2 separate regions of the Sus scrofa genome follow, and region 1 is linked to region 2. A link is a contact called in public Hi-C data. All regions are on one chromosome and are shown on one strand. Each heading gives the region's core, a stretch centred on a gene start, on an enhancer-like site or on the middle of the called end of the contact. The rest is flanking DNA. Distances are from core to core; before and after follow the strand shown.

What was found. A called contact is a pair of places that touch in the nucleus more often than the background predicts.
Region 1: a contact with region 2 is called in a Hi-C map of liver, with 4 times the contacts expected there. The contact joins the promoter of MYDGF here to the promoter of FEM1A in region 2. A contact is called at or near these places in 1 of 5 promoter capture datasets (liver), 8 of 47 Hi-C or Micro-C datasets (alveolar macrophages, heart right ventricle, liver and 2 more) and 2 of 2 datasets of contacts at active chromatin or transcription factors (alveolar macrophages and skeletal muscle).

Annotation. Positions count from the first base shown.
Region 1 is chr2:74,179,351-74,186,659 of Sscrofa11.1, reverse strand. It overlaps MYDGF (myeloid-derived growth factor), which reads right to left and starts at 1,618. Exons shown (of 6, transcript XM_021084047.1): 1 at 50-1,618. The coding sequence starts at 226. DPP9 (dipeptidyl peptidase 9) reads right to left here. Exons shown (of 22, transcript XM_021084042.1): 22 at 6,920-7,309.
Region 2 is chr2:74,041,298-74,048,097 of Sscrofa11.1, reverse strand. FEM1A (protein fem-1 homolog A) reads left to right here and starts at 2,975. Exons shown (of 1, transcript XM_021084041.1): 1 at 2,975-6,707. The coding sequence starts at 3,115. The coding sequence ends at 5,109.

The DNA of each region.
Region 1 (7,309 bases), core at 369-2,868, 140 kb before region 2:
CTGTTACCGACACCATCCCTCCATCCCCCGGGGTGGTTGAGACACGTACCCCAGGGCCCACGTTCTGGGAGAAAGAATGAACTACGCCGCCGGGCCGCACGTCAAAGGCCACCGTCGTGGGCTCGGACACCGTCTCCGCCGGCCTCAGAGCAACAGCCGCCAAGAGCAGCGCGGCCCACAAGCTCGCGCCGCCGCCGCCATTCCTTCTTCCGCTGGGCGCCGCCATCTTGGGATCAGGTGCGCGGGGCAGGGACGGCGGACGGAGCGCCGCGAGGGACACGTAGGACGTCTACCAGAGGCCACGTCAGCGTCAGCGCGGCCGTGTGACCCCTCCGCTCCCATCGCCATCTTGGGGGCGAGGCTTGCAAGACCAGGGAGGGACCTGGAGTGGTTGGAATTGGATCCTGTGTTTGTACTCTGGGTCCAGTTTTCCTTCGCTAGGCAAGTGACCTTTCTTCTTTTCCAGTTAGTACATGTACAAGGAATGAAGGATGTAAAAGTTCACCACTGAAATTCAACCTTATCCATGTAGGCCGAATCAGGGAAATGGAAGGTCACCATTGGGCAAACGCATCATGATTGTTGTAGTCAAGACCTGTGGCTCAATGCTAAAAATTGGTGGGGGAAATGTATGGTGAGAAACAGCATATTTACATTGTCTCAAAATATTTCTCCCCAGGATACAGGATACGTATTAGTTACAAAGAGAGAAGTAGTAATTTTGCAGTGGAAACACCATCTTTATTTCAATGATTGTAGTCAGTGTTGTAAAAATGAGGCATCATGGAGCCGCTGATGGGATGCAGAGAAGGACGTTCTTAGTGGCCTCTCAATGGAATTCCTGTACAAAGTGCACGACCTCAATCTATTCCAAGCAAATATGAGAGGAACCCAGGTTGAGGGGAATTCTACCAAGATAACTGGCAATACTTAAGAAATGTCTTGAAAGACAAAGGCTGAGGAACCATCACAGGGTGAGGAGACCAAGACGTTGAAAGGCAATGTAGCATCCTGGATTGAATCATTTCCTTAGTCTGGGCTGTTGTAACATAGGCCGAGAAGCTGACTGGCTTAACTAAACAGTGCACATCAATTTCTCACAGTCCTGGAGGTTGTAAGTTCAAGATCAAGGCTCTGGCAGAATTGATGTCTGGAGAGAGCCCATTTGCTGGTTCACAGACTCCATATTGCTATGTCCTTACATTACGGAGGGATCAAGGGAGCTCTCTGGGGTCCCTATATAAGACCACTAATCCCATTCGTGAGGGCTCAATCCTCATGACCTAATCACCTCCCAAAGGCCCACCTCTTCATACCATCACACTAGATGTTAAGGTTCTCCATGAAGGAGTTCCCGTCATGGCACAGTGGAAACAAATCCAACTAGGAACCATGAGGTTGCGGGTTCAATCCCTGGCCTTGCTTGGGTTAAGGATCCAGCATTGCTGTGAGCTGTGGTGTAGGTCACAGACACAGCTCGGATCCTGCATTGGTGTGGCTGTGGCATAGGCTGGCAGCTACAGCTCCGATTGGACCCGTAGCCTGGGAACCTCCGTATGCCGCGGGTGTCACCCTAAAAAGCAAAATAAATAAATAAATATATTTAAAAAAAGGTTCAACATGAATTTGGAGGAGGGGAGACAGAAACCGTTGGTCCATAGCAGTCCTAGACCAGACAAGTGACATTAGAGGGAGAAATGCTAAATCTAAATAAGGTCTGTTGCCTTATTTGAGGCGTTTGCCTAAATATTTGATAATAGGATTGTATTCATGTAAATTTCCTGGCTTCAATAACCTGGCCTGTACCATGGCAATATACAATGTTCACATTAGGGTGAAGGGCATTAGGGGACTCCACTATTCCTGCAACTTTTCTGTTAAGCCTAAAATTATTTCAAAAAAAAAAAAAAAATCCTTACCTCAAGAAACTGTCAGGGGGATTAGCTGATGGACATTCAGGTGAAGCTCCTACAAGTGAGAACTCTAATTCTAGTGTTATTAGCATCAGATGCCAATGAAGAAATCCCAGACTTTTAACTATAGGAGAAATCTTTTGTTCTTCCTTCTTCCCACCCTCCCTCCCTTCCTCCCTTCTTTCATTCCTTCCCTCCCTCCCTTCCTTCTTTCCCAAATTGCTTAATATTTTGAGAAAACATCAGCGGCCAGGTCTGGAGTGTCTAGAATTAAGTTGATTGTCCTAGTCTTTCCTGACTTGAAAGATCAGAAGACAGAGAGAAAATGTCACAGGTAACTCCTACGCTGGGCTCTGTTGACTTTGTGAGGAACACAAATCTCCCTACCCCCCAGACACAGAGAATGAAGGTCAACTTCAGATTGGTTGTGAAGATCCTATAGGAGGTTGACTGTCTCCCAGGTAACCCTAGCCCCAGAATTCACGCCTTTCTACAGCAGCAGCCTGACCTAAATTGGGGCACCTGCTTATGTTAAGAATGGCTTCCTCCTTGCAACTGGCTTCTGTGGACCCATTAGGAATTGGCTCCCTAAGTTGGAGGACTGCTGGAGTTCCTGTTGTGGCTCAGTGGTAATGGACCCAACTAGTATCCTTGAGGACGCAGGTTTGATCCCTGGCCTTGCTCAGTGGGTTAAATATACTGCGTTGCTGTGGCTGTGTGTAGGCCAGCAGCTGCAGTTCCAATTCGACCCCTAGCCTGGGAACTTCCATATGGTGTGGGTATGGCCCTAAAAAAGGAAAAAAGGAGTTCCCATTGTGGTGCAGTGGTTAACGAATCCGACTAGGAACCATGAGGTTGTGGGTTCGGTCCCTGCCCTTGCTCAGTGGGTTAACGATCCGGTGTTGTCGCAAGCTGTGGTGTAGGTTGCAGATGCGGCTCGGATCCCACGTTGCTGCGGCTCTGGTGTAGGCCGGCAGCTACAGCTCCGATTCGACCCCTAGCCTGGGAACCTCCATATGCCACAGGAGCGGCCAAAGAAATAGCAAAAAGACAAAAGACAAAAAAAAAAAAAAAAAAAAAAAAAAAACCCACAAAAAAACAGGAGAGCTCTCGCTGTAGTGCAGTGGGTTAAGAATCTCATTGCAGTGGCTCAGGTTGCTGTGGAGGTGCGGGTTCAATCCCTGGCCGGGTACAGTGGATTAAAGGATCCAGTGTTGGTTGACACTCCCTGCACTATTTTTGCAACTTCTTATGTGTCTAAGTTAAGTTGATTTTTTTTCTGGCCAGGCCTATGGCATACAGAAGTTCCCAGACCAGGGATCAAACCCACGCCACAGCAGTGACAATGCTGGATCCTTAACCCCCTAGGCCACCAGGGAGTTCCATTAAAAAAAAAAAAAAAAAGAAAAAATATATATATATATATATATACACACACACACACACACACATGGAGTTCCCGTTGGGGCTCAGTGGTTAATCAACCTGACTAGCATCCATGAGGACTCGAGTTCGATCCCTGGCCTCGCTTAGTGGATTGAGGATCTGGTGCTGCTGTGAGCTGTGGTGTAGGTCACAGACATGGTTCGGATCATGCTGTGGCTGTGGCATAGGCTGGTGGTTACAGTTCCGATTCAACCCCTAGCCTGGGAATCTTCATATGCCGTGGGCACAGCCCTAAAAAGAGACAAAAAGACCAAAAAAAAAAAAAAAAAAGGTAGTTCCGTGGCTCACAAGTTAACAACCTAACTAGTATCTTTGAGGAGGTGGGTTCGATCCCTGGCCTCACTCAGTGGGTTAAGGATCTGGCATGGTGTAGGTCTCAGACGTGACTCAGATCCAGCTTTGCTGTGGCTGTGGTGTAGGCCTGCAGCTACAGCTCCAATTCGACCCTTAGCCTGGGAACTTTAATATGTTGTGCGGGCGTGGCCCTGAAGAAAAAAAACCTAAACATGTTCGAAAGGCAAATGGCAAACGGGGAAAATATCTGCAAACAATTTAACACAGGAGTTTATGTCACATGGGTTCTTGCCATTTAGGAAAGAGATGAACAGTTCTACTGGGAAAGGACTTGAGGTTGAACCCAGGTGACCTGAAACAGCAACTGGACCCTCTGGCAGATGAGCCCCCTGCTAGTGGTGGAGAAAACAAGTGGCCCTCTATCAACCTGAAAGAAACAAAGGCCTCCTAACCTGCCACCTCTGAGACTGACCTTGTGCTAGCAGACACTTATCCTTTTGTAGCTGCTCCCCTCCATCCCCCCATGTCCCTTCCCAGGCTTCCTTGTCGGGGTGGGAATACAACTGACTGAAGTTTGGCTCATGGATGCTGAGTGAAGCCAGGGTAGTAAGTTCTGATGAAGAGTTCCTGCTTGAAACAGTTGCGGGGTGCCAGCTGAAAAGCCTCCCAGGTCAACCCCAGTGCCCCCTTTCTGTCATTGTGACTTGTAATTAGTTGTCTCTTCGCTTTATTTCACAGCAGAGGGAGGGAAACACATTGTCTTGTTCCTGAGATGATTTTAAACATTCCTTGGCTGAGCTTCCTACCCGTAAAACATTTTGAAATCAGCAACAGGATTCAATTTGCAACATGTATGGCATGGAGCTGATTTCCTCACATGTAGTACTGACACATCAATGAAGCCAATAGATCAAAAGAAAAGTGGGCAAACGATTACTAGTAAACAAGTGTCCTCTTTAAAATTTTCTTTCTTTGGCTGCACGCTCAGCATAGGGAAGTTCCTGGGCCAGGGATCAAATCCAAGTGGTAACACTGGATCTTTAACCTACTGTGCCAGAGCAGGAATTCCTAAACAAGTGTCTTGAAAATATTCAGACATAAAATGTGTGTTTGGAGTTCCCCTTGTGGCTCAGCGGTAAGGAACCTGATTAGTATCTATGAAGATGCAGGTTTGATCCTTGGTCTCGCTCATTGGGTTTAGGATCTGGCATTGCTGTGGCTGTGGTTTAGGCCAACAGCTGCAGCTGATTCGACCTCTAGCCTGGGACCTTTCATATGCTGCAGGTGCAGCCCTAAAAAGCGGGGGGAAAAAATGTGTTTGAATTACAGTGAGAAGCCATGTTTCACACCTAAGATTGGCAAAAATAACACGCAGTACTGAAGGGATGGAGAAATAGGACATTTTGCTAAGAGGTGTGTACAATGAAGCGCTGTCTCTTTTAGGCTGCGCCCATGGCATTTGGAAGTTCTGGGGCCAAGGATTGAGCCTGAATCACAGCAGTGACCTGAGCCACAGCAGTGACAACAGTGAATCCTTAACCTGCTGGAACTCCCTGAGGCATTCTCTTTAGAAGGCAATTTGGCAATATTCTTTTTTTTTTGTCTTTTTTGTTGTTGTTGCTATTTCTTGGACCGCTCCCACGGCATATGGAGGTTCCCAGGCTAGGGGTTGAATTGGAGCTGTAGCCACTGGCCTACGCCAGAGCCACAGCAACGTGGGATCCGAGCTGCATCTGCAACCTACACCACAGCTCACGGCAACACCGGATCGTTAACCCACTGAGTAAGAGCAGGGACCGAACCCGCAACCTCATGGTTCCTAGTCGGATTCGTTAACCACTGCACCGCGACGTGAACTCCCCTGGCAATATTCTTTTTTGTTTTTGTTTTTTTTTTTTTTTTTGTCTTTTGTCTTTTTTTGTTGTTGTTGCTATTTCTTGGGCCGCTCCCGCGGCATATGGAGGTTCCCAGGCTAGGGGTTGAATCGGAGCTGCAGCCACCGGCCTTCGCCAGAGCCACAGCAACGCCGGATCCGAGCCGCGTCTGCAACCTACACCACAGCTCACGGCAACGCCGGATCCCTAACCCACTGAGCAAGGGCAGGGACCGAACCCGCAACCTCATGGTTCCTAGTCGGATTCGTTAACCACTGCGCCACGATGGGAACTCCCCCTGGCAATATTCTTAAAAATTCAAACTGAATGTGCCTTTCGAGGAGTTCCTTGGTGGCTCAGTGGGTTAAGGATCTGGCATTGTTTTATAATTGTAGGAATTTACACTATCAATTCATATATATGCCCCAAACACATACAAGGCTCTATGTTGCAGGATCCTTTATACTGGAGGTTGGTCAATTACAGTCTGTGGGCCAAATCTGGTCAGCTGCATGGTTTTGTAAATAACCTTCTATTGGCACACAGCCATGCCCACTCATTTCCATATTGCCTGTGGCTGCTTTTGAGGGGCCAGAGTTGAGCAGTTGTAAGAGATCATCTGAACCACAAAGTCTAAAATATTTACTGTCTGGCTCATGACATGATTTATATGAAAAGCCCAGAATAATCTATATTATCACTTGTTAAGTGCCTGGCAAAATAAACTATGGCACATTCACAGGGCAGAATAGAAGGCAGGTATTTGAGACTGGGGTACCTCTCCAAAGGCATCTTTTCCCTCTATGTATCCTTTTGTACTCAAGTCTGTTTTATCCTTTAAGCCATTCAAAATAAAACTGGATCCTCCCAAAGGATGGAGAGGGTGATGGCATGGGGAGAGCCCATTATGCTGTTGGAAACGCAAGCACCACAAAGGCCCCGCACAGGCACGGCCTCTGGTCTCCTAGTCTCTTAAATGTTGGGACAAACGTGAAGATGGGCATAGCCAGCCCTCCCTGACCAGTGCATCCTGATTCTTGAGCCACTGAGTCAACTCTCTGGATGAGGAGAGGTGCAAAAGAAATAAGGGCCAGGCCAGCCAAGACATCCTGGACAGGGTCCCTCAGTGGTACCCATGGGCCACCTCAGGACCTCTGGGACTGTCCTTACTGGGTCAATCCGCTGAGGGACGAGGCATCTTCCAGCCACAGCACGGAGGCCCCCCTCTTTTGTGCCTTCGCAGCACCTCTGAGCAAGCAGTCCTGTCAGCATCCCCCCCACTCCTGCCACCGCCTTGCCACCAGTGCAAAGATCACCATGCCCTTGGCTCAGTGACCTCCCAGGAACCCTGATCACCAGCCCCAGGGTTTAGAAGGAACCTCAGGCAGGTGGCAACACTTCCATCTGGAGTCGTTTAATAAGTCTACTTCTTACACGCATAATTATAAAAGAATAAGAATTGACAAAAATATTTTCTTTCCATAATATGTAGAGGTGGTAGGGTCTTTTGTTTTTGTCAAACCCGCCCCTGGCAGAACTCTTGGTGGGGCAGGAAAAAGGAGTAAGGAGAACCCTGAGGCGGGGAGGGTTCCACTCCCAACCCCGGAGCCCCGGTCTGTGCTGGCCAGGTAGAAATGTGTGGCTGGATGGCTGGGCTGGGGAGGGGGCAGCAGCCGCTGACCAGCAGAGAACGGGGCGGGGCGCATTTCAGAGCCTGCCTGAAAGCTGGGGGAAAGGCGGGCCAGAGGGCTGCCGGTCAGACTCCCAAGTTGCTCACGGCCT
Region 2 (6,800 bases), core at 1,726-4,225:
AGTTTACGGATGGCAGATTACAGAACTTCTCAGACTCCACAATCACATGAGTAAATTCCTAATATATATATATATATAGAACTGAGCAGAACCCTGCAAGGCCCTCCCAAAATACAAAGCCCCTACTGTGTTCCCTGGCTCTTCTCTGCAGAAAAGCTGAAATCTCCCAGGCCTCCCAGAGCCACAAAAGAGTAGGCTCAAGCAGTTAATGATTAGGACAATATCGTCACAGACTCAGTGTCTGATGAAAGAATGGGATTAACACTATTGCTCATTATAATCTATCTTTGTGGCCCTTAGACTAACTGCAGCTTTCTCTGCCCATGTATGCAAGCAGGCAACTAAAACCGTCAACAAACAGATGCTACAGACCCATGTCGACATCTACTCTGAAAATGTGGCACCCTGTATCTGCATGAAGTTACAGAAGACTAACCTTCACCCATACTCCCACAGAAATGAAACGATTTTCTGATAAGGTGGGATTTGTAAGCAGCTATTTTGCCCCTTTCTTGTTTGTCTATTTCTTTTCTTTTTTTCCCTTTTTTTTTTTTTTTTTTTTTTTTGGCCTCACCCATGGCATGTGGATGTTCTGAGCCACAGCTGCAACTGATGCCACAGCTGCAGCCACGCTGGATCCTTAACCCACTGTGCCAGGCCAGGGATTGAATCTGAGCTGTGGCAGAGACAATGCTGGATCTTTAACACACTGCACCACAGCGGGAACTCCTGTTTGTCTATTTCTGTTTCCCTTAAACCTCAATAATAAAAATGAGATCACTAGGAAACACCTCACCTAACTTCCGATTTTTGTTTGACTGAATGTACACGATGCCTTGCCTAACCTGTTGATTCCTTTCCTGGATTAAAGGAAGAATGAAATAGTTAAAGAATGACTTACTCTCCGCCCCCAGCTTCCCCTTAGCAAATCTGGAGGCAGACCACGTGAGCAAGACAGCACCCAAAGGAAGATCAGAAGTCGGCAGTCTGCATGCAATGGAAAAATGACAAAGAATGCTTAACTGAGACTTCCCTCTCTTTTTTCCTTTAAAAATTGTCACGGCTGATGGAGTTCCCATCGTGGCGCAGTGGTTAATGAATCTGACTAGGAACCATGAGGTTGCAGGTTCGATCCCTGCCCTTTTTCAGTGGGTTAAGGATCTGACATTGCCCGTGAGCTGTGGTGTAGGTCGCAGACTCAGCTCGGATCCTGCATTGCTGTAGCTCTGGCGAAGGCCAGTGGCTACAGCTCCGATTAGACCCCTAGCCTGGGAACCTCCATATGCTGCAGGAGCGGCCCTAGAAAAGTCAAAAAAAAAAAAAAAATGTCACAGCTGAGCAGAATCTTTGGAATTGGTCTCTAGACATGAGTCCACCTTCTCCCCCAATTACTGGCTTTTCTGAATAAATTACCTTGTCTTTCTACCAACACTTGCCCCTCGATTATTGCCTTCTGAGTGGTGAGCACCTGAATCCAAGTTCAATAGCATATGTTTATACATATACACATGTACACATAATATATATGTTATATGTGTCTATATATATATGTATATATATAAAGATATAACTCCCAATGGGATAAATCCTGCTGGGTTCTGTTTCTCTGGAGAATTCTAACATAGCCACCCAGGCTGCGGTATTTGTTACAACACACTGAACTGACTAAAACAGAGTATTTCTCAAGATTCATGAAGAACGGGGGTACCAGGGAGGGCACCCACTAAGTGGCCAAAGAATCATCCACGAAGACCTGAAGTCTCAGCTGAGACCTGAAGAAGGCCCAAGAGGCAGCCAAGTGAAGAGGGTATGGAACAGTGTTCCGAGCAGAGGGAATGACACACACAAGAGTGTGGAGGTGTAGAGAACAGTATGCATTTCTCAAACATTCCTGGAGGAAGGACCCCGTTCTTCATCCTTACCATAATTTCAGTAACCTTGGGGCACAGAGCAGCAAAATGGTGGCAAGAGTGTTAGGGAGAGGGTCTGACTTCAGGGGTGGGGTTCAGGCTTCACTGGAGGTGTCCACCCGTGCAGTCAACCGGAAGAGCCCCACACTTGGTTTAATGTTCTGCCATCCCTGTTGAGAAATTCTGAACTACTTTTAGACAAGAAGTTCAACATTTTCCTTTTGCACTGGGCCCTGCAAATTACATAGCCACTTCTGCCTGGGTTCAAATCCCAACCTTGCCATTTACTTGCCCTGTGCCCTTGGGCAAGTTACTGAAAATTTCAAAGCCCCCAACCCCAAATGATACGCACAATGATAGTGGAGAAGGGCTGAGGCAAATTAATTTAGATTTTGTATTGAGGATGTTGAGGGTTGAAGGAGAAAAACTAAAATTTTAACTGGGTATTAATGAGTGAGTAAATAAATATATGAGTATGTGAATGAGTGAGTGAATGAATAAATGAATGAATGAATAAGAAGGGGAGGAGCGCTAGACACCGACCCTTACGGCCACCTCTAGTCAGTCCCTGCTTCCCTAACATCCCCACCCCTCCTCACTTTCCTGTCTCTCCCGAGCGCCCCCTGCCGTTGCGCCGCTCAGCCTCGCCAAGCTCGAATCAGACCCCGCGCCTGGTTCTCGCTGCCGGTTGGCTCCGAGGCTGGCCTTTCGTGGAAAGTAGTCCTCTGCCCCGCGTCTACGTTTCCTATCGGCTCCGGTACTGTGACAGCCACAGGAAGTACGTAGCGAAACTTTCTCCAGGTCCCACAAGCCATCGCATAGCACTGCATGACGGGAGTCGTAGTCCTCGCCTCGCCTATTTCTGACACCATTCACTCAGGTTGGAACTACAATTCCCGCCATGCATCGTGTCCTCACGTCATCGCATCTGACCCTCGGCCTTCTGGGAGTAATAGTCTTAGCACATCACCGTTCCTTTTCTGTCCTACGGAGCGGGCTGGCTCAGAGGACTACACTTCCCAGCATGCTCCATTCGTCCTCGGCACCAGGCCACGACAGCCATTTTGTTCCGCCCGAAAAGCCCCTAAAATGGCGCCGGGGGAGACGGTGAAGGTTGCCGCCTGCCTGTCTGGGCTCTAGTCCGCCGTCACCCCGTGCCCTCTTCCCCCGGCGGCAGGCCCATGGCCTGGCGGAGGCCCGGACCATGGACCTCCATACCGCCGTGTACAATGCTGCCCGTGATGGCAAGCTGCAGCTGCTTCAGAAGCTGCTCAGCGGCCGGAGCCGGGAGGAGCTGGAGGAGCTGACGGGCGAGGTGGCCAGCGGGGGAACACCGCTGCTAATCGCCGCCCGCTACGGCCACTTGGACGTGGTCGAGTACCTGGTGGACCGGTGCGGCGCGAGCGTGGAAGCAGGCGGCTCGGTGCACTTCGATGGCGAGACCATCGAGGGCGCGCCGCCGCTGTGGGCCGCCTCTGCTGCGGGCCACCTGGACGTGGTGCGGAGCCTGCTGCGCCGCGGGGCCTCGGTGAACCGCACCACACGCACCAACTCGACGCCCTTGCGCGCCGCCTGCTTCGACGGGCACCTGGAGGTGGTGCGCTACTTGGTGGGCGAGCACCAGGCGGACCTGGAGGTGGCCAACCGGCACGGGCACACGTGCCTTATGATTTCCTGTTACAAGGGCCACCGCGAGATCGCCCGCTACCTGCTGGAGCAAGGCGCCCAGGTGAATCGGCGCAGCGCCAAAGGCAACACGGCCCTGCACGACTGTGCTGAGTCTGGCAGCCTGGAGATCTTGCAGCTGCTGCTCGGGTGCAACGCCCGCATGGAACGTGACGGCTACGGTATGACTCCGCTGCTGGCGGCCAGCGTGACGGGCCACACCAACATCGTGGAGTACCTTATCCAGGAGCAGCCTGCTGGGGAGGAGACCCGGCCAGGGCTGTCCCGAGAAGGCCCCACCGCCAGCCCGGCGTGCGTGCAGCCCCAGAGCCCCCGCTGCTGCAGCGCCTCCCCAGAGGAGCCGCTGAGCGGTGAATCTTCCGAGAGCTGCTGCCCCACCAGCCGGGAAGCTGCCGTTGAAGCCTTGGAATTGCTGGGAGCCACCTACGTGGATAAGAAGCGGGATCTGCTTGGGGCCCTGAAACACTGGAGACGGGCCATGGAGCTGCGTCACCAAGGGGGTGCGTATCTGCCCAAACCCGAGCCCCCGCAGCTGGTCCTGGCCTATGACTATTCCAGGGAGGTGAATACCGCTGAGGAGTTGGAGGCACTCATCACCGACCCGGATGAGATGCGCATGCAAGCCCTGTTGATCCGCGAGCGCATCCTGGGGCCCTCCCACCCGGACACTTCTTACTATATCCGTTACCGGGGCGCGGTGTACGCCGACTCAGGCAACTTCGAGCGCTGCATCCGCCTGTGGAAGTACGCCCTGGACATGCAGCAGAACAACCTGGAGCCTCTGAGTCCCATGACCGCCAGCAGCTTCCTCTCCTTTGCCGAACTCTTCTCCTACGTGCTTCAGGACCGCTCGGCCAAGGGTAGCCTGGGCACGCAGATCGGCTTTGCAGATCTCATGGGGGTGCTGTGCAAAGGGGTGCGGGAAGTGGAGCGGGCCCTGCAGCTGCCCAAGGAGCCCGGGGACTCGGCGCAGTTCACCAAGGCCCTGGCCATCATCCTCCACCTGCTCTATCTGCTGGAGAAAGTGGAGTGCACGCCCGACCAGGAGCACCTGAAGCACCAGACGGTCTACCGGCTGCTCAAGTGCGCCCCCCGCGGCAAGAACGGCTTCACTCCTCTGCACATGGCCGTGGACGCGGAGACCACGAACGTGGGCCGCTACCCGGTAGGCAGATTCCCCTCCCTCCAGGTGGTCAAGGTGCTGCTCGACTGCGGGGCTGACCCAGACAGCCGGGACTTTGACAACAACACCCCGCTGCACATCGCGGCACAGAACAACTGCCCGGGGATCATGAACGCCCTGATCGAAGCAGGAGCCCACATGGACGCCACCAACGCCTTCAAGAAGACGGCCTACGAGCTGCTGGACGAGAAACTGCTGGCTAAGAGCACCATTCAGCCCTTCAACTACGTCACCCTACAGTGCCTTGCAGCCCGCGCCCTGGACAAAAACAAGATTCCCTACAAGGGCTTCATCCCCGAGGAGCTGGAGGCCTTCATCGAGCTGCACTGAGGGGCTTCCGCGAGGAGACCCCGGGAGGGGCGGGGCCCAGTTTGTCCCCGCCCCCTCCTGGTGAGCACTTCCGGTGGCACAAAACAGGAGGAGGGCCTCCCGCCCGCACTGCCCTCTCACCTCTGCAGGGAGGAGGAGAGGAGTTAGCGAGCTGTTGGTGCTAGAAGCCTTCTGGATCACGTGCTCCGGGATCGGCCTTTCTCAAGAGCCCGCGCTTCCATCCTTAACCCGAGAAGACGCTCCACTTCCCACGCGTCCCATCTGCCTGGGTTTCGGAGATTTTTTTGCCTTCTGACCTGGAGGCAGAGGGATTGAAGCCATCGCCTTCCTCCCCCCAGCTGGAAACACAAGAAGCAGCTGAGATTTGGGTCAGTCCTCGGCCTCTTAAGTGGCCAGATAGACCCAGCCGCGGAATGCAGTGTTAAGACTGGGGGCCTCAAGGAAGAAAAGTGGGAGACCCGCTTTTTCGTGCACACTCGCACCTGCTTCCTCCGGCCCTGCTGTGGGTGGGGCTCTCTGCCCGGGACGGCCTGCCCCTTGCGTGGCTTTTGTGGTGTGGTGTTCTGTTTATTTGCTAAGCGGGGCAGGTTACACGTGTGGTGCAGGAGTCCTGAGGCTTTGCTGCCATACACTTTTTTTTTTTTTTTTTTAAGATTTCGGTTTGTCAGACTGAATGAGCTCATTTCATGCAGCGAGGGTTTTGTGGGGCCTGAGCTGGCCAAGGCCAGTAGGAGTAAGCTTTCTTGTGTGAAGAATTTGGTGAGGGAGGTGCCAGTCCAGGGTATCAGTCCCCAAAATGAGGGTGGCTGTCCCTTTGTCCAAACCTCACTCGGTTGCCTTTTTCTTGGGCCGCCCGACTTCCTGTCACAACTAGAAAGAGAAGTTATTTTTTCAAACGAGGAGCCGGGCCCTCGGTCCACTTCCCGCCCAGCCAGAGCTCACCTGGTGGGCTTGGGGTTTGGTTTTCACAGTTTCCGAGTTAAAACTGCAGGCCACGTCCACCTCCCAGATCACCCACGAGGGCATAGTGAGCATCCTGAGTGGCCATAGGCATTTTTTTTATTAGCAGCTTGAAGACCTGGATCCAGGTGTCCCCAAGAAAACTCCAAGTGCCCGGTTAACTCAGTAAGTCAGCCAGCTGAGAAGACGGTGAATGTCCAGAACAAGTTGTCAGCTGAGGTGGCACAAAATCGTGGTCTCCCCTCACTCAGGGGACAGAGTGCTCCTGCCAGAGGCTCCGCCCCGTGACATTCTCTGGGCAGTGGTCCTCCATTTGCCCTGTTCTTGGCATGTTCTTGGCCCATGTGGAGAGCAGTGAAGGAACTGGGAGCTGCTGCCCCCTTTCTGCTCAGGAGAAGTCTCCTCACCCCACATCTGTCCGCCCAGCTTCGTCTGGGGCAGCTACACAGAAGCCTCCAGAAGCCACAGTGGGTCCCTGGATGTTCCAGCCCACTGAGGGAACGCGGTCTCATTTGGATTTGCAGTGTTAGTTAGGACCTTCTTTATTTACATGACCAGGTTTTTGCCTTCCATCAAGGCGCAAAACTCCATCACTGTCGCTCCCGAAGCCCAGAATAAAGAGGCGTTTTAAGTGGCGAGTCTGGCGCTGGTGTTAAAACAACATCGTCGTTGAAAGGACGACACTGGGCGAGAGCTGCCTGGCAGTTCTGTCCTGGGGGCATGGGGGGGGA